4 separate regions of the Mus musculus genome follow, and all the other regions are linked to region 3. A link is a contact called in public ChIA-PET and promoter capture Hi-C data. All regions are on one chromosome and are shown on one strand. The core of a region is the stretch at or near the end of the contact, and the rest is flanking DNA. Distances in the headings are between cores, read along the strand shown.

Region 1 (4,400 bases), core at 1,812-4,311, 610 kb after region 3:
CCCAGCACCTAAGTTTAGATCTCCAGCACCCATGTAAAGAGACCAGTGTAGTAGCTTGTGCCTATAATCCCAGTGCTGCGGAGGCAGGAGGATGATTCTGGAGCTCATGGGCCAATTTAACCTAACTGGTGAGCTCCAGGCTCAGTGAGAGACGCCATCTTAAAATTAAGGTGGATGCCTGGCATGGTCACTGTCCTCTATTTACAGCAGAGGCAGGTGGATCTCTGTGAGTTCGAGGCCAGCCTGGTCTACAGAGTGAGTTCCAGGACAGCCAGGGCTACACAGAGGAATCCTGTCTCAGAAAACAAAAACAAAAACAAAAACGAAACAAAACAGAACAAAACAAAAATTAAGGTGGAGAATGAAAAAGATAGTTGATATTCTCTTCTGGCCTACACATGCACTTGCACACACACACACACACACACTATCTATCTATCTATCTATCTATCTATCTCAACAATTCTGCTTTCCACAGTATCTGAAGACAGATCTTGATGTTTTGAACATCCATGTTCATAAATATAGCATTATTCCCAATAGTCAAAAGACAGGAACAACCCAAAAGTCCATCACAGCACTTGGGAAACTGAAGAAAATTGGGCATGGTGGTGCTTGCCTTTAACCCCAGTACGCAAGAGGCAGAATTTACTTTGTGAGTTCAAGGCCAGTTTGGTCTACTTAAAAAGTTTCTGGACAGCCAGAGCTATATAGTGAGGCCCTGTCAACAACAACAACAACAACAATAACAGCCCAAAGCAAGAGGATCAGGAATTTAAGGCGATCTTTTAAGGTCAGCCTTGACCCTGTCTTTAAGAATTGGGAGAAAGCCGGGCGTGGTGGCGCAAGCCTTTAATTCCAGCACTCAGGAGGCAGAGGCAGGTGGATTTCTGAGTTTGAGGCCAGCCTGATCTACAAAGTGAGTTCCAGGACAGCCAGGGCTATACAGAGAAACCCTGTCTCGAAAAACAAAACAAAACAAAGCAAACAAACAAACAAAAGAAATGGGGGGGGGAAGACAAACAAGAAAGAATAATAGGGGGTTGGAGAGATGGATCAGTAGGAACACTGGCTACTCCTCCCACCTCACAGTCTCTTATAACTTCAGTCCCAGGGATCTGCTTTCTTCTGACCTCCTCAGGCACCAGGTACACACATGGTGTACAGACATACATGCACGAAAAACACTCACACACATTAAAAATCAATAAATTAAAAAAGAATATGGGCTGGAGAGATGGTTCAGTGGTTAAGAGCACTGACTGCTGCTCTTCCAGAGGTCCTGAGTTCAATTCCAGCAACCACATGGTGGCTCACAACCATCTGTAGATGGGATCTGATGCCCTCTTCTTGTGTATCTGAGGACCGTGACAGTGTATTCATATAAATAAAATAAATCTTAAAAAGTATTAAAAAAATAAAAACCCAAAGAAAAACATTAGCCTTAAAAAGGATCTTTTGACTTGTGCCACATTGTAGATGAAACTTGACACCTAGCTAAGTGAAAGAAAATGATTACAAAAACCAACACTACATGATTTCACTTAAATGGTATTTCCAGATTGGTTAAACCCATGGAAGCTAAGAGCAGAATAGTGGGGCTTTAGGGTGACAAAAATTAGTAGTTGTTTGATTCATAGAGAAACTGAAAAAATTTTGGTGCGTAGTCCCCTAGCAATGTGAACCCCAGTGAATGTCTTAAGTGCCTGCCACGCCCTTGACCGTGCATTGTTCCAAACAACCTTGCTTTTCTGGTCAGTGCACTGCAGACAATGGAATAGACCTAATACAGTGGCTAGGAAAACTCTGCTCAATTCTGCACAAATGACCCAGTTTAATTTTTAGCTGTACGAGACACAATGGAGACTGCGTAGAAGTCTTGGCTAAGAGGCCTAATCCTGAGGGAAAACGCAAACTGTCGGGTCACCAGATCTGCCTTGATGTCTTAGGCAGTTATGGACCACGTTCTCAGCCTTGAGGTTTGTACAGCTTGAGATTCCTCCTCCCTTCCTGCTCTGATCCTAACATACACCCGCATCTTCTTTGTCAACAAAAGCACGGCTTTCCCTTGCTCTCAGGGACATCCTCCCATCCTGTCTTGTCATCTCCATCAGACAGTGGAGCCTGCTTTTTCAAGAAAACAATAGTAACCCATTTGATCAAGAAACAAAAGAGCTCTTAGCTGAGAGTGGGGACGAAGACCTGTCATCCCAGTATTTCAGAGGTAGACGCAGGGGATCTTGAGTTTGTGATTAGTCTAGGGCACAGTGAAACCTTGTCTAAACAACCCCCCCACCCCCAAAAAAGGGGGCCTCCGTAAGGTTCAGTTTCGACTGCGTTTCAGATTCTACACTCTGATTTTACTCACGAGATAGGAATTCTTTCATCTGCCAAGAAGTCTTTAGTGATTTACAATACAAGACTTTCAGGGAACGTCCTGGAATTGCTATAAAAATCAGTACACATATGTCATCCCAACCTCCTGCTGATTGCCCTCAGTTCATTTAGAGAAGACATCATAAAAAAAAAATCTTAGCAGGGTTCCTCTGTCTCTCTCTTCAGTCTTTTTTCTCCTTATAGAGAGAAAGAAAAGTGTAATTTTAACGTGGGTGGTAAGGCACTCCAGCCTGTAGTTTAAACGATGGCTTCAAAGCTGTGTTTGGTAGCTCACATCTGCAATCCCAGCACTGGGGGAATCTAAGGAGATTCTCGCGAGTTCAAGACCAATTTGGGCTACAGAACGAATTTCTCTCACTACCTCCAACCTCGTTCTTTCCCTTTCAAAGATGGCTTTAACTTATAGCAAGCTTCCTGAGGAGGAAGTGCTAAAAGGCGACATGGCTGCGTAGATGAGCCACAGAAGACTGCTGTCTGAAATCTCTCCGGATTCAGACAACCGGGAGGCTGCGAGCAAAGGAGCTATCCTCACGGGGGACAACTAGCGGCTAGCGCCACTGTTCTACCTGGGTATCGGGCGAGAAAACGTTCCAGCCAATTCTCGAAAAGATACTGGAATCATCACCGGTTGCTAGGCAGCCGTTTGTGACGTCATCTCTCAGCACCGGAAGCGGCGAGGCGCAGTAGAGCAGCGTGAAGTTTGTGGGTGTCCACAGTCGAGGTAAGTTAATGGTCCGCCTGCCTTCGTAGTTTGCTGGGTTAGAAGCGGGCAGGGGCATTTGGCCCGGGCTGCTAACTCGGAGCGGTGACCTTGAGGGTGGAGTTCGAGGTTTCTTTCTTCTGGGCGGATTAGGCTCCACCCCTTGGTCTTGCTCAGGTGGGCGTGTTTCAGAGTTTTGTTTCCGCCGCATTGTTCCGGCCTCCCACCCTCCCCGCCCCCCATCCCCACCCGGCTCCTGTACCTAGTTGGCTGCCAGATCAGCATGAAAAGATTTAGAGATAAGAGTGGACAAAGTCCATGCAGCGGGGCTGTTCAGCCTGACAGGAAAGTGTTTCTGCCAGAAACGCCTTCCAAGAGTAACTCGAGGTGCACTAGCAGTGTCCCCAGCGGGCCTTAAGAATGCCGGAAGCAGTGTAAGGTCTTTCTCTTTACAATGCAGAGATTCAACAAAGCAGGGGTTTTTGAAATGACACCAATTTGGAATTGCTGGGTAATTACTTTTGAGAAATCGACATATATTGGGGATTTCGTAAGAGGCCCTTCCTCCCCACTTAATTTTAGAGGTCTCCTGTAGCCCAGCTGGCCTCCTCAAATTTCTGATCCTCTTGTCCCTACCTCCCAGTGATGGGATACAGGCGTTTGCCACTGGGCTTGGACAATTTTTTTTCTTCTTCAAGATGGGTAACAGTATGTAGGGTAGTCTAACCTCAAACTTCTGGATATCCTGTATTAGCCAGGAGCCATGCTGCATTCTTGAAAGATGGTATGTGCAGGTAAAGGTGCCTGCATGTATGTCTGGGGAGGGAAGAGTGAGGATGTTGGCCAGTGGAGCCAGTCTGTGAAATACTTAGCCTAATTCCTCTGAGAAATTAGAAGCTGAGAGTCTTAAGTTCAAGTCTGTGTTGGACATTAGTCCACACTCACTTGTGCTTATGCAACTTTAAGTTTAATTGGAAATTCAGTTCCTTACTTGTGTTAATGGCCCTTCAAAAGCTCAGTTATCAGTGTGGCTTGAAGGTTTACTACATTTCCATTGTTGAAGAAAATTCTTGTGCTAACAGCGCTTCAAGATAGATTTCTGGCCTCATGTCACTTGCCCTGTCATTTGGGTTTCCTAACGTCATTGTTTGTATATGCTAGGCCCAGGGCGTGGCACTAATAGGAACTGTGGCCTTGTTGGAGTAGGTGTGTCACTGTGGGTGTGGACTTTAAGACCCTTGTCCTAGTTGCATGGAAGCCAGTCTTCTCCTAGCTGCCTTCAGAACAAGAGGTGGAACTCTCA
Region 2 (4,507 bases), core at 351-2,850, 530 kb after region 3:
AGTGTACTTACATATAATAAATAAATAAATCTTTAAAAAAAAAAAAAGAAGTTAAATCTGCCTTACTTTCCTGAGCCTTGTCTTTCTGTAGTTATTGGGTTTGATAGCATGGAGGTGGTCAACGCCCTTGAAGACATGACAAGGCTCTGGAATACAGAGATGAGAGAGGTTCTACTGAGGCAGGACAGAGGGATTAGGGGCTGAAGTAAGAGGAACTAGCACTCAGGGGAACTAAAAGTTTGACTTCGAGTGAAAGCAAAATATTATCTTTATTTTCATGTATGAATATTTTGGCTGCACATATGTTTGTGCATCACATACATGTCTGGCTTAGTCCAAAAGAGGACATTTGACCCTCGGGGAACTAGAGTTACAGACAGTTATGAGCCACCATGTGGGTGCTGAGAACTGAATACCCGTCTTCTGCAACATCACTAAGTGCTCTTAACCCTGGATTCATCTCTCTAGCCACAAGAGACTTAACGTTTACCTCCACCCCACCCTTCTTGTTCTTGCCTCTCCTTCCTGACAGACTGCTTTTGGGAAGTAAGGCTGGTTTGTTGGGTTGAAAAATGATTGGGCTGGGAAAGGTGGAGGTTCTGGTTGTGCAAGAGTGTTCAGTCTAAGCCACTAGCTGTCTTGGTGTGCCTTGGGCTAGGGGGAGGCTGTTTCCTGTGACTGAGAGGCCCTGGGGCAGAACTTGAGCTGGAACATCAGTTCTAAATGGACAAAAGTGTCAGCAGACATCTTGCCCTGGTAAGCCAGGGCTGGGCTGTGTCAAACCCTTTATTTCTAACTTGAGAAAGGCTTCAGGTTTCTGGGGTTTTTGTTTTTTGATTTTTTTTTTTCTTGACAACTGCAAATGTGCCACGTGGACACCACAGTAGCCAGACTCAACAAGAAAAACAATCCCCGGGGGAAATCTTACTCACTTCAGTCACAGGACTGCGGCGAGTGACTCAAAGTTTATCTGTCATATGACTATACATGTCTCTACCTATGGGCTTCCTATCTAAATATATGCATTCGTCTGTGTCCCTGTGGGGGCCTCTCTGTGTTGTATGCTGGCAGAGAGAAGAGGGGACAGTCTGTACTTCAGGTTGTGGATTTATGAGCACCATCCCGTGTTGCGTGCCTGTATGGATCTGCATGTCTCTGAATTCTGTCTGCGAATCCCCCATGTGCTGGTTTCTGTATTTTTACACTTGTGCGGAATTGCCCCTCATTTCCATGACTTTCTCCAGTTAACGTTTCCCTTCATTTTAGATGCTCTGCTCAGGCTCAACTCCTGTCAGGATTAAGGTACCACCTTAGTCTCAGATTCCAATGTTTTAGAGTGACTACATGTCAGTTCTTTCAAACCCTGACTCTCATCGTCTTCCACCTCACTGAGACTTCTACCAAGTTACAGCCCAACAGGTCCCTGCTGGGCTCCCTTAATGTCTCAACTGCCTAAAACCTGTAGCCACTGCTGGGATTCCTCGAGGTAATGCAAGCTGCTTTTTCTTCCTTATTTACAGCAACTCCCTTTACCAAGCCACAACATCCTGCCCATCCCCCAGCTGCTGCTCTGGACCACCTCACAGATAGAGCCTTGAGGTTAAAGGGTGTGAACTTCCTCCATTTCCTGCCCTTCCCACCTCTAAATCTGCTTGGAGCCGCTGCACCCTTGCTATTCCGTTTTTTTTTGTCTTTCTTCACATCCAAGGCTAGATTCTAGACTGTGGTGCCATCTCTTCAGTCTCTACTGTCATGTGTCATTTAATAACCACTAAAGAAAATCTAGTCAGGTTGCTTTAAGTCATCGTCTGTCCCTGAGCCATACAGTGGGAAAAGAAATATCTGGTGAAATGTGGTTTCCATGAAAGGGTTAATTGTGATGAGGCAGAATTTAAAATGGAGGGGTATTTAAGGAGGACACTGACAAGGGAAAGATGCCCTTTACCCTACGGCCTTGTGTGGGCTCCTCGGTAGAAAGCCGGTAGAAAGCCGAGAACTTCAATTCAAGAGACAGTCAGGAGAGCTCGACTTCATGGAGACAATGCTCATTTTCTTGATGTATCTAAAAGTCTAAGAACAACAAATGAACTGTTTGCTTAGGGCCAGGTACCTGGGGCCTGTGGGTTTACAGATGATATTCTTCTGGTATCCCTAAGCCAGAACAATGCAGAAGTCAACTTACAATTCCCTCTGCAAAGGGAAGTCTTCAGGATAAGAAAAACAATCGAACCAGCTCTTTCTTTTCCTTTCTTTTCTTTTCTTTTCTTTTTTTTTTTTTTTTTTTTTTTTGTTTTAAAAGACTTCTTGGGGCTGGTGAGATGGCTCAGTGGGTAAGAGCACCCGACTGCTCTTCCGAAGGTCCGAAGTTCAAATCCCAGCAACCACATGGTGGCTCACAACCATCTGTAATGAGATCTGACTCCCTCTTCTGGAGTGTCTGAAGACAGCTCAGTGTACTTATAGACAATAAAAAAATAAATTAAAAAAAAAGATTTCTTTATGCTGGACATAATGGTGCATGCCTTTAATTCCAGCACGTGTGAGTGAGCCAGAGGCAGTCAGATTTCTTTGAGTTAAAGGCCAACATGGTCTACGTAGTGAGTTCCAAGACAGCCACAACTACATAGTGAGATCCTGTGTCAAAACAAAACAAAACCCAAACAAACAAGCAAACAAAAAGATTTATTTACTTTTATTTTCCACGTATGAGTGTTTTGGCTGCATGTATGTCTGTGCACCATGTTTGTGAATGGTGCCCATGGAGACTGGGCGAGGACTTTGGATCCTCTGACTATAGTTCCAGTTGGTTGTGAGCCACCATGTGAGTGCTGGGAATGAAACTCCTGAGATAGCAGCAGAGCCATCTCCAGCCCCAGTGTTTGGTTTTTTAGAGAGAGTGTCTCAGGCTAGCCTTGAACTTGCTGTAATCCTTCAATCTCAACCTCTCAAATTCTGGCATTATAACCTCGGACTACCGTGCTCTATTTGGCTCATACTTTTTTTTTTTTTTTTTTTTTAATTTTTATGTAGCCACAAAGCTTTGGAAGCATGGTAAGCCAGGGTACTGGTGTCATCCAGAGACTGTGTCAAATTTCTCTTTTAATGTCTTTGTCTTCGGCTGGCTCATTGGACCTAGCAGGAGCTCATGCAGACTGATTCTGTAATAGGCGATACAGCTCCTTGTGCACAGCAGGCAAGACACTCTGTTTCAAGTTTGTCTTATAGATGAGAGGTCTAAATGGGCTGCAGATGCCACGAGTAAGTGCATGGTCAGATTTTATCATTAGCATCACCTCCTCAGCTCTCTCCTCTTAGCACATTTTAAAATGTATCTAAACCGGGCGTGGTGGCTCATGCCTTTAATCCCAGCACTTGGGAGGCAGAGGCAGGCAGATTTCTGAGTTTGAGGCCAGCCTGGTCTACAAAGTGAGTTCCAGGACAGCCCGGGCTACACAGAGAAACCCTGTCTCAAAAAAACAAAAAATAAAAAATAAAAATAAGAAAATGTGTTTAAACATTTTCTCCTCCTCTTCCTCCTTCTCCTTTTCTTCTTCCTTCTTCCCTCTTCATCTTCCTCTTCCTCGACCTCACCCCTAGCCCCCTTTCTCTTTCCTCTTCTTTTTGATTTTTTAAGACAGGGTTTCTGTGTAGCTCTGGCTGTCCTGCAACTCATGCTGTAGACCAGGCTGGCCTCTGACTTTCAGACATCCTCCTGCCTCTGCCTTCCTGAGCGCTGGGATTAAAGGCATGCACCCCCACCCCCACCCAGCAATTCAATATTTTCTGAAATTTGTATTTGTGTGTGTGTGTGTGTGTGTGTGTGTGTGTGTGTGTGTGCATGTACTCACAGAGGTCAGAGAGCAACTCTCTGGAGCCTCCCTTCTTCCATCATGTGAGCCCAAAGCATAGAAGTAGTATTGTCAGGAAAGTGGCAAGCATCTTTGCCAGCTGAGCCATCACTTTGGCACTTAAAATTTTAAGCTTTACCTAATCTTTGAACCTGCTTATAAATTACATCCTTTGAAAAATGTAACTTGGGGCTGGAACGATGGCTCAGCAGGTAAGAGCGCGACTGGTCTCTAATGAGATCTGGCGCCCTCTTCTGGTGTGTCTCAAGACAGCTACCGTGTACTTATGTATAATAATAAATAAATCTTTGGGCCAGAGTGAGTGGGGCTGACCGGAGTGAGCAGAGGTCCTGAATTCAAATTCCCAACCACATGATGGCTCAGAACCATTAGTACAGCTACAGTGTACTCATATACATTAAATAAATAAATAAATCTTTTTTAAAAAGAAAAGAAAAAAAAAAAAAAAGAAAAATGTAACTTGAAACGCTACAAGACTGGACCGGGGATCCAGCTCAGTTGCCAGAGGGCTTGCCTAGCATGCAGTCTGGGTTCAGTCCCAAGCACTGCCTGCCCCGGGGTGGGAGAGCTTCTCTGTAGTTCCGGCACTCAGGAGGAGGGTGAGGCTGGGGGATGAGGAGTTTAACATTATCTGTGGT
Region 3 (4,775 bases), core at 932-3,431:
AAGAAAAGAAAAGAAAAGGCCTTGAGTCTGAGCCCCCAGCACACACACATATACACACACACAAAGCTGGAAGGTGAACTTTCAGTCCTCCAAGTGGACCTTTACTCCATTTCCACAGAGATGATCTGGCGTGTGGATCTGAGGATAATCCTGGGATGTCAGTGTGCAGGACAACTTACAGAATGAAGCTGCACCAGTGTCCTGTGTGTCCTGACATGGACTGAGGATGCCAGGAGTCCAGCCCCACTCAGCCTGAGCCTGGAGATCCTCAAAGGGTTCCAAACTCTTGTCCAGTGAACGACTGGGTCATCTAGAGCATTGTGAGGCAAGACAGAACCAGAACAGACTCAGAAAGGGAGGGCTGCCACAGTCCTGCCCGCTCACAATGTGTTAATCTCCGAAGACACAAGCCTAATCAGGAAAGATGGGGCTGCCTCTCCCAAGGTAGTATTAGGGGTTAGTTGCAGTGCTGATCTGGGGTGGTGGCACATCATTTCAACCTGGAAAACAAATCAAATCTTCTTGTAGGCAGAACGGCAGATGGGCCAACACAGTTCCCTGGAGGTATGAGGCCTGAAGCTGAAGGGACCAGCAGGTAACTGGGCACCACAGCCTGAGGCCAGTCAGTCTCAAGCAAGAACATCCTGCTTCCTCCAAGGGTTTCTTTGCCTGAGGAAAGTGGAAGCTGGCACTCACATTCCTTCAGGATCTTCGGAAAATGGAGGCAAGGGTGATCCCGCTTTGTTTGGTGACTGGTGCCAGTCCAAACCGGACATGCCAAAAATGACCACTCTCTTTTCTGTGGTTCAAGATTTCACTCCTTAATGGAGATCAAGGCTGGGCTCCGAGAGAAAGGCAGGCAATGGCATGAATTACAGCGATGGGTCTATTTGCTGAAGCACAAGGACAGTGTGACTTTGACCTTGCAGACCTAAAAAGGGTGGCATTTTATGAAAGAAAGTGACTTATTAGATGTGGTTGCACACACCTTTAACTCAGCTCTGGGGAGGCAGAGGCATGTGGAGCTCTATAACTTTTGAGGCCAGATTGATTTATATAACATGCTGCGTTCCAGACCAGCCAAGACTATACACTGAAACCCTGTCTCAAAAAAAAAAGGAAAGAAAGAAAAGGAATAAATAAAAGAAGGGGAAAAGTGACTTGAGGTTTAGACAGGAGTCAAAATAGACAGGGAGCTGGAGAGTAAAGAAGTGGAGAATGGAATCTGGGGACTCCGTATGTGTGGGGAGACCTGTGCCAACAGGCATGTGAGGCAGCCTGCGTTAGCTCTGGTACTTTGATGTGGCAAAAATCTGACCATACTGCTGCCTTCCTACCCTGAATCCATCTTGAAGGAGTGTGATGTGGGGTTCTCTGCCTTCCTTAAAGTGTCTAATCTTTTGTGCCCATTGACAGTTTGTGAGAATGTTGGGGGAAAGTGCTAAATGTGAGGCTACTAGTTACAGGATTAAGAAACGTCTTCTGAGGTATAAGGAAGGGTCAGAACCTGGGCCCTAGCAGCCTTAACTCATTCTCAACAGGCCAACTAAAAGACAAAGTGTAAGGGGAAACTTGAAGAAAGGTGTTAACTCGGTCTCATTGGAAAGAACAACGACGGGACATTCTCTTATCCTAGTCCATCTTAGGGGCTGACGTGTGGTTTGTTTAGGCTTAAAGGCAACAGCTATGCTTAAGTAAGCAGTCGTCGGCAAGGTGTGGTCGCATCCATCATCTGTTCGCCCAGTTTCTCTGGGAAGGTAGTCTGACAAGTTTTCCCAACTGTGATCTATCTTTCCTGGAGTCAAGTTCCTCTATTGGCTGGCATCTGTGCCCTTGTCCTTTCCTTCTCCCAGGAAAACTGCAATTTCTTAGAGTCCAGTGTTTTAATAGTCTGATTGCAATCTGGCAATCAGGGTGTCTAGAATATCTTTAATCCTACCATGATGGTTACAGGTTCAAGATTGGTCCCGCAGCCAGGCAGCTCATGCTTACTTCCGCATGCCAGAGGATGAGCTGGCTGAGGTCGGAAATGTCCCGACAGAAGGCTGGATTCCTTTGGCCACAGCTTAACCGCCATTGGCAAGAGGCAAGCGGAAGTTCTCCGAGGACATCAATTCTCCTTGCTGCGCTTAAGTCCCGCCCTGCTGGTCTGGGCGGTGTCTCCGTGGCGACGTGCTGCTATGTGCGGCTGCGCAGGAGTGACGGGGCGCGGGCGAGTGGGAGGGGGGTGTTTTGGTTCTCGCCGCTCGCCGTCCTTTCCAGACACGGCGGTAGGAAAGCTGCTTGTTCCTGCTTTTCCTTCCCCTTCCCTTCCCCTTCCCCTTTCCCAACCCGGATTTTCCCTTCTTCCATTTACGCGCCTCATTTTGATCGACTGCTGCCCGGGATCCGAGCCATTTTCCGGGCCGGGCGCTCGAAAGCGCGCGGCCCCAGGGCCCGGTTCATGACCCGTCGCCCTGCCGCCCCTTGCCTTCTCCGCCTCATGTGGCTGCGGGGCCACGGCGGCGCTGCCCACTATGGCCCGGAAAGCAGTTAGCAGGAAGCGGAAAGCGTCTGCCTCGCCAGGAGCCGGGAGCGACGCTCAGGGCCCGCAGGTGAGGGCTCACAGGTCTGGGTCATCACCTAGCAGGGGCTTAGGGCGTTCCAGCTGGGTTCAGGAACCTGGGGCCAGGGCGGGACGAGAACCGGAGCCGGGACTGTAGAGCAGTGACCGGTCCTTCTGCAGTGTACTGGCGAGCAGGCGGGCCGGAAGGGTGAGGAGCCAAAAGAAAACTACAAAATGACGCCTTCCGCTGGAAGTCAGCAGCTAGGGATAGAGAGCTTCAGGACCTCCTCGTTCCTGGAGGGAGGAGAAAATGAAGACAAGGGGAATCGGAAGTAAGACCGACCTTCCGAAGTTACTGGGAAGGAGATTGAAGTGGACCTTCCAGTGGCACTAGGAATAAGGGCCGATGGTCTCTTATCAAGGAAACCATCTCCTAAACTGGGTGCAGGCCCCTTTGGCTCTTTAGACATCTAGAAGAAACACCAGGTGTCATCTCTATATTGCCCCCTTTGGAGAGGAAGGCCTCTTGGACTTGGGATTCCGACGCAGGTTACCCCGTTGGTATTTGATTTTTCGAATTCTAAAACTGCCCGCAGCGCAAGTCGCGCGGAGTCAGATGAGCGGCCATTGACTGTACATCCCTGGAAGATCCGAGACCCCAGTCTGGCTCTTTGAGCTATACTCTTTATGCTCTACGGGGTGCACAGGCGGAGAGGGAGAAGGGGGCTGGGTAGAAGTGCAGCCCAGGTGGGTTCTGTAATATGGACTTCATTTCGTAACTATCAAGGACACCTGGGTATATGTTATTTCTGAGCCCTCCACTTTCCTCAAAGGTTTAGTTAACTTTTTTTTGCCCTGTTTATCCATTTTCTAAGTAGTCTTCATTATGAGAGCCTTATTTCAGTGCTAGCCGAGTTAAACTGTACTTTCTGGATTACAAATCTTCTGTTAAATGTTTGATTGTGTAAATCCCGAAGGACGAATTCGTGTTGGTTCTTTTATAAAACGGTCAGACTTCTTGTCTGAAGGAAAAGTGGCCAAACCCCTGATTTCTGATGTTGGCTTTCACAGTTTGGCTGGGATCATTCGCTGCACAAAAGGAAAAGACTCCCCCCAGTGAAGAGATCCCTAGTGTACTACCTGAAGAACCGCGAAGTCAGGCTCCAGAATGAGACCAGCTACTCTCGCCTGTTACATGGTTATGCAGCACAACAGCTTCCCAGTCTCCTCAAGGAGAGAGAATTTCACCTCGGGACCCTTAATAAAGTGTTTGCTTCTCAGTGGTTGAATCATAGGCAAGTGGTGTGTGGCACGAAATGCAACACAGTAAGTATCAGGAGTGCTCTTTGTCTTCCTTTTGTTGCTGCTGCGGTTTGGTTTGGTTGAGACCAGGGTTTTTCTGTGAAGACCTGGCTGTCCTGGAACTCACTCCATAGACCAGGCTGGCCTCGAACTATCTATCTGCCTGTCTCTGCCTCCCAGAGCTCAGCGGTGTGGGCTGTGCTTCCTTTTTCTTAGGTCTGAGATGTGGGACTTGGTTTACTCTAGCACCTTTCACTGTTCGTCTTTCCCCGTTTGTTTGCCTTTTTTTTTTTTTTTTTTTTTTTGTAAGCAGAGTTGGAGTTTATTAAGAGATTTTTAATTAGAAGTGTTAGGACAAAGAAGTGCTCAAGGAATGAGTAAACTGTAGTGTGGGTCTGGGCTCTTGAGGGAAACGTGCTCCCATCAGCTTCCCTCTCTCCCTCCTCCTTCATTGGTGACCTTGTCCTCTTTTTCTGCTTCTTTTCTCACTTCTGAGTCTCCCGACCCCTTCAAATGAACATGTGTTTTAGGTCCCCTGACTCTGTATGCTGCTGCTTCTAGTGTTTTAGATAAGAGGCCTCAAAGAGAAATTGATGTCAGAGCATCATTTAGGGTACACGGTAGTGACCGTTTCATTGCTGTGTATCAGCCTTTGACATAGTTAGAAGTATTAAGCACCAAGCTGAAGGTAGAAATGAGACAAATACTTTTTCATATATTAGAATCCAAATGTAGCATTTTGGAATCTGGGGCAATAGAATTGTTACAGTTCCAAGTCAGGCAGGGCTTTATAGTTGAGACTTTGTCTCAGAACAAACAAAACTCAAAGATATGATTAGTTTCTGGGACAAATGTGTGTGTGTGTGTGCCTAGTGGCATATGGGCATTTGCAAAGAAGAGAGGAAAATTATGGACATGAGAGTAAGGG
Region 4 (4,839 bases), core at 1,369-3,868, 560 kb after region 3:
CTTTTAATGGGGCCTCTTAAAATGACAACGTTCAGGCTTTGCATCTTGAAGACCCTGTCCAGGTTCACCAAAACTAGAATGAGAGTAATAAACCTACTGATGATATTCTAGGAGTGCCAACCTGTTTCTTCAAGACAGATTCATAAGAAGAGAGAGTGAGCTGGGCATGGTGGCACACACCTTTAATCGCAGCATTGGGAGTCAGAGGCAGGTGGATTTTTGAGGTTGGGGCCAGCCTGGTCTATAGAGTGAGTTCCAGGACAGCCAGGGCTACACAGAGAAACCCTGTCTCGAAAAACCGGAAAAAAAAAGAGGGAGTGAAGTAGAATAAGGTAGAAAGACAAACAATAGGTCGTTGTCCTTTGCAACCTGACCACAAAAGATTACACCAGTCAACTGAAACACTTTTAAAAACCAAAGCTCCCCTAGCTAACTTCCTGTTTGCTTCTGTTTGCTAACCTGCTGGCTTGCCCACCTTGTGGTTTTAGAGTATAAAATAAATGTGCAGCTGGCTCTGCATCTTTGAGGATCTATCCTGGCTTTGGTGAATGTGTGTTCCACTCTCACTGGTGTCGGAATGCTTATTCCAGAGAGACTCTTACAATGTTATCCCAGAGATTTCGTTTCCAAAAGATCCTTCTAAGGTTAAAGTAAGCAAAAAGTTAAGAGAATATGAATATTTGTTTGGAATTACTTGTTTTCTGTAGTAAGTACTGAGGATTTACCCCATAACCTTGTACATGCTGTGCAAGTTCTACCACTGAGCTACATCGTCATTCCTCCTCCCACCTTTTAGTTTTAGATAGGCATTCACTAAGTTGCCCTTGAATTCCTTGTAGCCTGAGAAGGCTTTGAATTTGTGATCTTCTAACCTTATTTCCTGAGTACCTGGCATTAGGGGCCTGCACTATCTAGCCTGCCTGTTGGAACCATTTCTCATAGGGATTTCTGCAGTATGTTCTCAGCAGTACTTGACTCAGGGACCTCCCAATATTTTGTAATCTTCCCTTCAATATTCTTCCAAGTGATGGAAGGGGAGAATCAGCTCATCCCAGGACAGCCATGGAGACACAGAAACACAATCTCAGAAAACAAACAAACAAACAAAGGAAAGAAACAAAGGAAGAAAGATAGGAAGGAAGGAAGGAAGGAAGGAAGGGAGAGAGAGAGAGAGAGAGAGAGAGAGAGAGAGAGAGAGAGAGAGAGAGAGAAAGAAAGAGAGAGAGAGAGAGAAAAGAAGAAAGAAATAAATTCCTATGCTGTGCTCTGAATGAGACTATCTCAGAAGTCATTATACTTATTATTGAGATAGGGTTTCTCTGGCTGTCCTGAAACTCACTTTGTAGACCAGGCTGGCCTTGAACTCACAGAGCTTCCAGCCTCTGCCTCCACCGTGCTGGAATTAAAGGGGTGTGCCACCACTGCTTGGCTGAGACTGTGTTCTTTAGAGTTGATGGGAAATAGGTGATTTGAAACGTGAAAGAGCTGGGCATGGTGATACACCTCTTTAATCCAAGCACCTTAGAAGATCCCATTCATTGTAACAGTAGCATATGTCATTTTCTCTACTTAGTTTCAAACGACTCTTTTTAAAAATTTCCCTCCTTTAGTCCCAGCACTCAGGAATAGAGGCAGGCAGCAAGGCCAGCCTGGCTTACAGAACAAGTTCCAGGACAGTCAGGGCTACAAAGAGAAATCCTGTGTCAAAAACCAAACACAATACAACAAAACAAACAAACAAAAATCAAGTAAAAATGAAAACATAAACAGCATATGAGCGGCTATATTGAAAGGCTCTGGTTTTGATACCTAGCACTGGGGGGAAAAAAGGAGACTGTAAAGAAATTGTGTGGAAGGTAGACAAGAGCCATTAGAAATCCCTAAACTATCTCAATATGTAATTTCACAAGATAGACATGCCACTGTGTTGTGTGTGTGTATATATATGTATATGTATATGTATGAATATGTATATATATATAAGTGTATACATATATATGTACTTTGTCAATAGAATTTTAAAATAGCTCTTATTGGAGATAAGCACTGTGATGCCATCTGTAATTCTAGCCCTTGGAAAGTAGGGGCATCTTCAACTATATAATTAGTTTGAAGCCAGCTATAAGCTGCATGTCCATCCCACCTTTTCCCTAGCCTTTATTTATAAAATTCATCAATATTTATGTATGGTTTTTTATTAGTGGGGATTGAACCAGGGCGTCTGACTTGCTAGGTAAACACTCTGATCACTGAGCTATGTCCTCAGCTCTGTCATGCCATACCAGTAAGGTATGATTTAAACTCTATATTGAAAGGAGTCTCAGATCTGTTATAACTTCGCATTTGGTTACATTTCTTTCTCCGTAACCGCAGCTTTTTCCAACTTAATTCTTAGCTGGATCTGAGCGCGATAGCGCACACTTTTAATCCTAGCATTAGGGAGGCAGAGGAGGGCGGGACAGCCAAGGCTGTAGAAAGACTCCACCTGTGTGTACGTTCGCGAAACCGATGGGCATTCGTAGTCCTGCCACGCTTTCGCGAGGCCCCGCCCCTCACGCCCCGCCCACCTGGGCGTGTTCTTCCTTCGCCCTTTAGACCCTAACGGAGCGGAAGTGTCGCAGCGCGGCCGCCGGAAGTGTCGCGCGGCGTTGTGCGACCGGCTGTGTGCTGAGTGGGGCCTGGACCCGGAGCGTTACCGCTATGTCGATCGAAATCGAGTCTTCCGAGTGAGTCCTGCCGTGGCGTGTTCGCGGCGTGGCGTGTTCGCGGCGTGGCGTGGGGTGGAGTGGAGGGTGGTCGGAGGACGTTGGAGGGGGAGCTGCGCGCCGGAGGTTGCGGCCTCGAAGCACTTTCCGGGTTGGCTCCCTCTTTAGATGGGCCCGCGAGAGAGCAGCCGTGGGGCGGGCCGTCTGGAGCCCCTGGGCCCCGGCGTCGGGCTGTGCTGGGGCACACCGAGTAGACCTGACTACTGTGGTTTCCTCTGCTAGCCACACCGCCCTCGGCGCTGCCCGGGTGTCCGCCAGTCCCTCAGCTCTTCCTTCTGGTCCAAGCACTAGTTACCCCAAAGACTCTGCTGCTTCTCCTATCTGATTAGATCCAGTGTGGTGTATTGATTTGGTTTGCAATTTGCAGAGAGAGAGAACCTCTTTGTGGACACAGAATTTGAATATTGATTGAGTCAGAAGAATGAGACTTAGTGAAGGCGGGGACGGCGACGAGGAGCCAGGTGGGCGGGGAGTGAGTGACTGAAGAGTCTTGCTTGGACTCCCCAGGACTCCACCCACCGCCTTTTATTTTTTGAAAAGTAAAATTAAATTATGAAATTAGCAAACAGCTGTGTTCTGAGTGGAGGGGAGAGATACGCATGTTCTGAAGATCTGCAGAAAAGCAAGGTTTATTAATTAAGTCGGCGGAGTCTGAAACCTGCTATGTATTTTTAAGACTGAAGCTGGATGTGAAGTATGCACGTCTATGATCGCAGTATTAAATGGGCAAGTAGGAAGGCCTGGAGTCCAGCCTGAGCCTCTTCATAGCGATATATATATATATATATATATATATATATATATATATATATATATTTTTTTTTTTTTTTTTTTCCGAGACAGGGTTTCTCTGTATAGCTCTGGCTGTCCTGGAACTCACTTTGTAGACCAGGCTGGCCTCGAACTCAGAAATCTGCCTGCCTCTGCCTCCCAAGTGCTGGGATTAAAGGCGTGCACCACCACGCCCGGTGAGATACATATTTTTAACTCAGTTATATGTAAGTCGTTTTTTTCCTGGGTTTTGCTTCTGAGACAAGGTTTTCTGTGAAGCCGTAGCTGTCCTGGAACTCACTCTGTAGACCAGGTGAGTCTCAGACTCAGATTCACCTGCCTCTGCCTCCGGAGTGCTGGAATTAAAGACGTGTGCCAACCCCCAGCTTTATAAATCGTCTTTAAATGAATATATGCTTTGATTGCGGGAGGCAGACAGTAGACAAAAACAGTAAATAAAATATGACGCAGTAACAGATGGTCCCTGTGTAGAAAAATAAAACAGCGACAAAACGTGTTGGATAATGTTAGTCGGGACAGGAACTGCAAAGGATATTTTACCCTGAGGTCTAATAATAGCCTTAACGACCAATCTTTGAGTCTTGAATACCCTTCTATATGAGGAATAACTGCATGTTCATATTATTATTGTTATTATTATTGTTGTTGTTATTGTTTTAAGACAGGGTCCTGGCTGTCCTGGAACTCACTCTGTAGACCAGGCTGGCCTCAAACTCAGAGAGATTCACCTTCCTTTCTTTCTCTGCCTCCAGAATGCTAGAACTCAATTTTTTAACAGACCAGATTTTTTTATAGCATTTTAGATGACTCAATTTGTTAATTTTGTTTTTTTGAGGCAGGGTTTCTCTGTGTCGTCCTTGCTGTCTTGGAACTCACTCTGTAGACCAGACTGGCCTCAGAGATCCACCTGCCTCTGCTTTCTGAATGCTGAGATTAAGGAAGTGTGCCACTACTGCCTGGCCAGTTGATTTAAAAAGGAAAATGTCATTAACTATTTCAGGTTTAAAGTATTTCACACAAATGTCCAGTAGATCTAGTGATCAGAATAATAATGGCTACCAACTTCCTTTCAATCTCCAGACTAAATGACTTTCTTTCTTTCTTTCAGTGTGATCCGACTAATCATGCAGTACTTGAAGGAGAACAGTTTACATCGGGCACTGGCCACCTTACAGGAGGAAACTACTGTCTCTCTGAATACTGTGGACAGCATTGAAAGTTTCGTGGCTGATATTAATAGTGGCCATTGGGATACTGTTTTACAGGCTATACAGTCTCTGAA

Evidence for each region. Promoter capture Hi-C pulls out the DNA fragments that hold promoters and counts their contacts. ChIA-PET counts read pairs in DNA pulled down with a chosen protein or histone mark. Capture Hi-C pulls out chosen DNA fragments and counts their contacts.
Region 1: a promoter capture Hi-C map of cranial neural crest shows a contact between it and region 3. The contact joins the promoter of Aptx here to the promoter of Dcaf12 in region 3. A contact is called at or near these places in 1 of 39 promoter capture datasets (cranial neural crest) and 2 of 115 datasets of contacts at active chromatin or transcription factors (double positive thymocytes and regulatory T cells).
Region 2: an RNA polymerase II ChIA-PET map of effector CD8 T cells shows a contact between it and region 3, with 15 read pairs. The contact joins the enhancer-like site here to the promoter of Dcaf12 in region 3. A contact is called at or near these places in 2 of 39 promoter capture datasets (cranial neural crest and second pharyngeal arch cranial neural crest) and 5 of 115 datasets of contacts at active chromatin or transcription factors (effector CD8 T cells, embryonic limb bud, embryonic stem cells and 1 more).
Region 4: a contact with region 3 is called in a promoter capture Hi-C map of liver, with 2.6 times the contacts expected there. The contact joins the promoter of Smu1 here to the promoter of Dcaf12 in region 3. A contact is called at or near these places in 3 of 39 promoter capture datasets (cranial neural crest, frontonasal cranial neural crest and second pharyngeal arch cranial neural crest), 6 of 115 datasets of contacts at active chromatin or transcription factors (bone marrow-derived macrophages, double positive thymocytes, embryonic stem cells and 2 more) and 2 of 9 other capture datasets (adipose tissue and liver).

What each region holds. Positions count from the first base shown.
Region 1 is chr4:40,701,855-40,706,254 of GRCm38.p6, reverse strand. It overlaps Aptx (aprataxin), which reads left to right and starts at 3,061. Exons shown (of 8, transcript NM_001025444.3): 1 at 3,061-3,118.
Region 2 is chr4:40,778,429-40,782,935 of GRCm38.p6, reverse strand. No RefSeq gene overlaps it. Among named protein-coding and RNA genes, the nearest start is that of Gm34213, 7.7 kb to the right of the region's middle. Within about 2 kb of position 1,600, at least 183 of the 459 cell types and tissues checked have an H3K27ac peak or open chromatin away from gene starts, as enhancers often do. A contact at or near this core is called in effector CD8 T cells, embryonic stem cells and memory CD8 T cells, where this site is marked.
Region 3 is chr4:41,312,307-41,317,081 of GRCm38.p6, reverse strand. It overlaps Dcaf12 (DDB1 and CUL4 associated factor 12), which reads left to right and starts at 2,181. Exons shown (of 9, transcript NM_026893.3): 1 at 2,181-2,594; 2 at 3,617-3,871. The coding sequence starts at 2,517. It overlaps Gm46891 (predicted gene, 46891), which reads right to left and starts at 2,740. Exons shown (of 2, transcript NR_168697.1): 1 at 180-2,740.
Region 4 is chr4:40,755,664-40,760,502 of GRCm38.p6, reverse strand. Smu1 (smu-1 suppressor of mec-8 and unc-52 homolog (C. elegans)) reads left to right here and starts at 2,618. Exons shown (of 12, transcript NM_021535.4): 1 at 2,618-2,726; 2 at 4,666-4,839. The coding sequence starts at 2,701.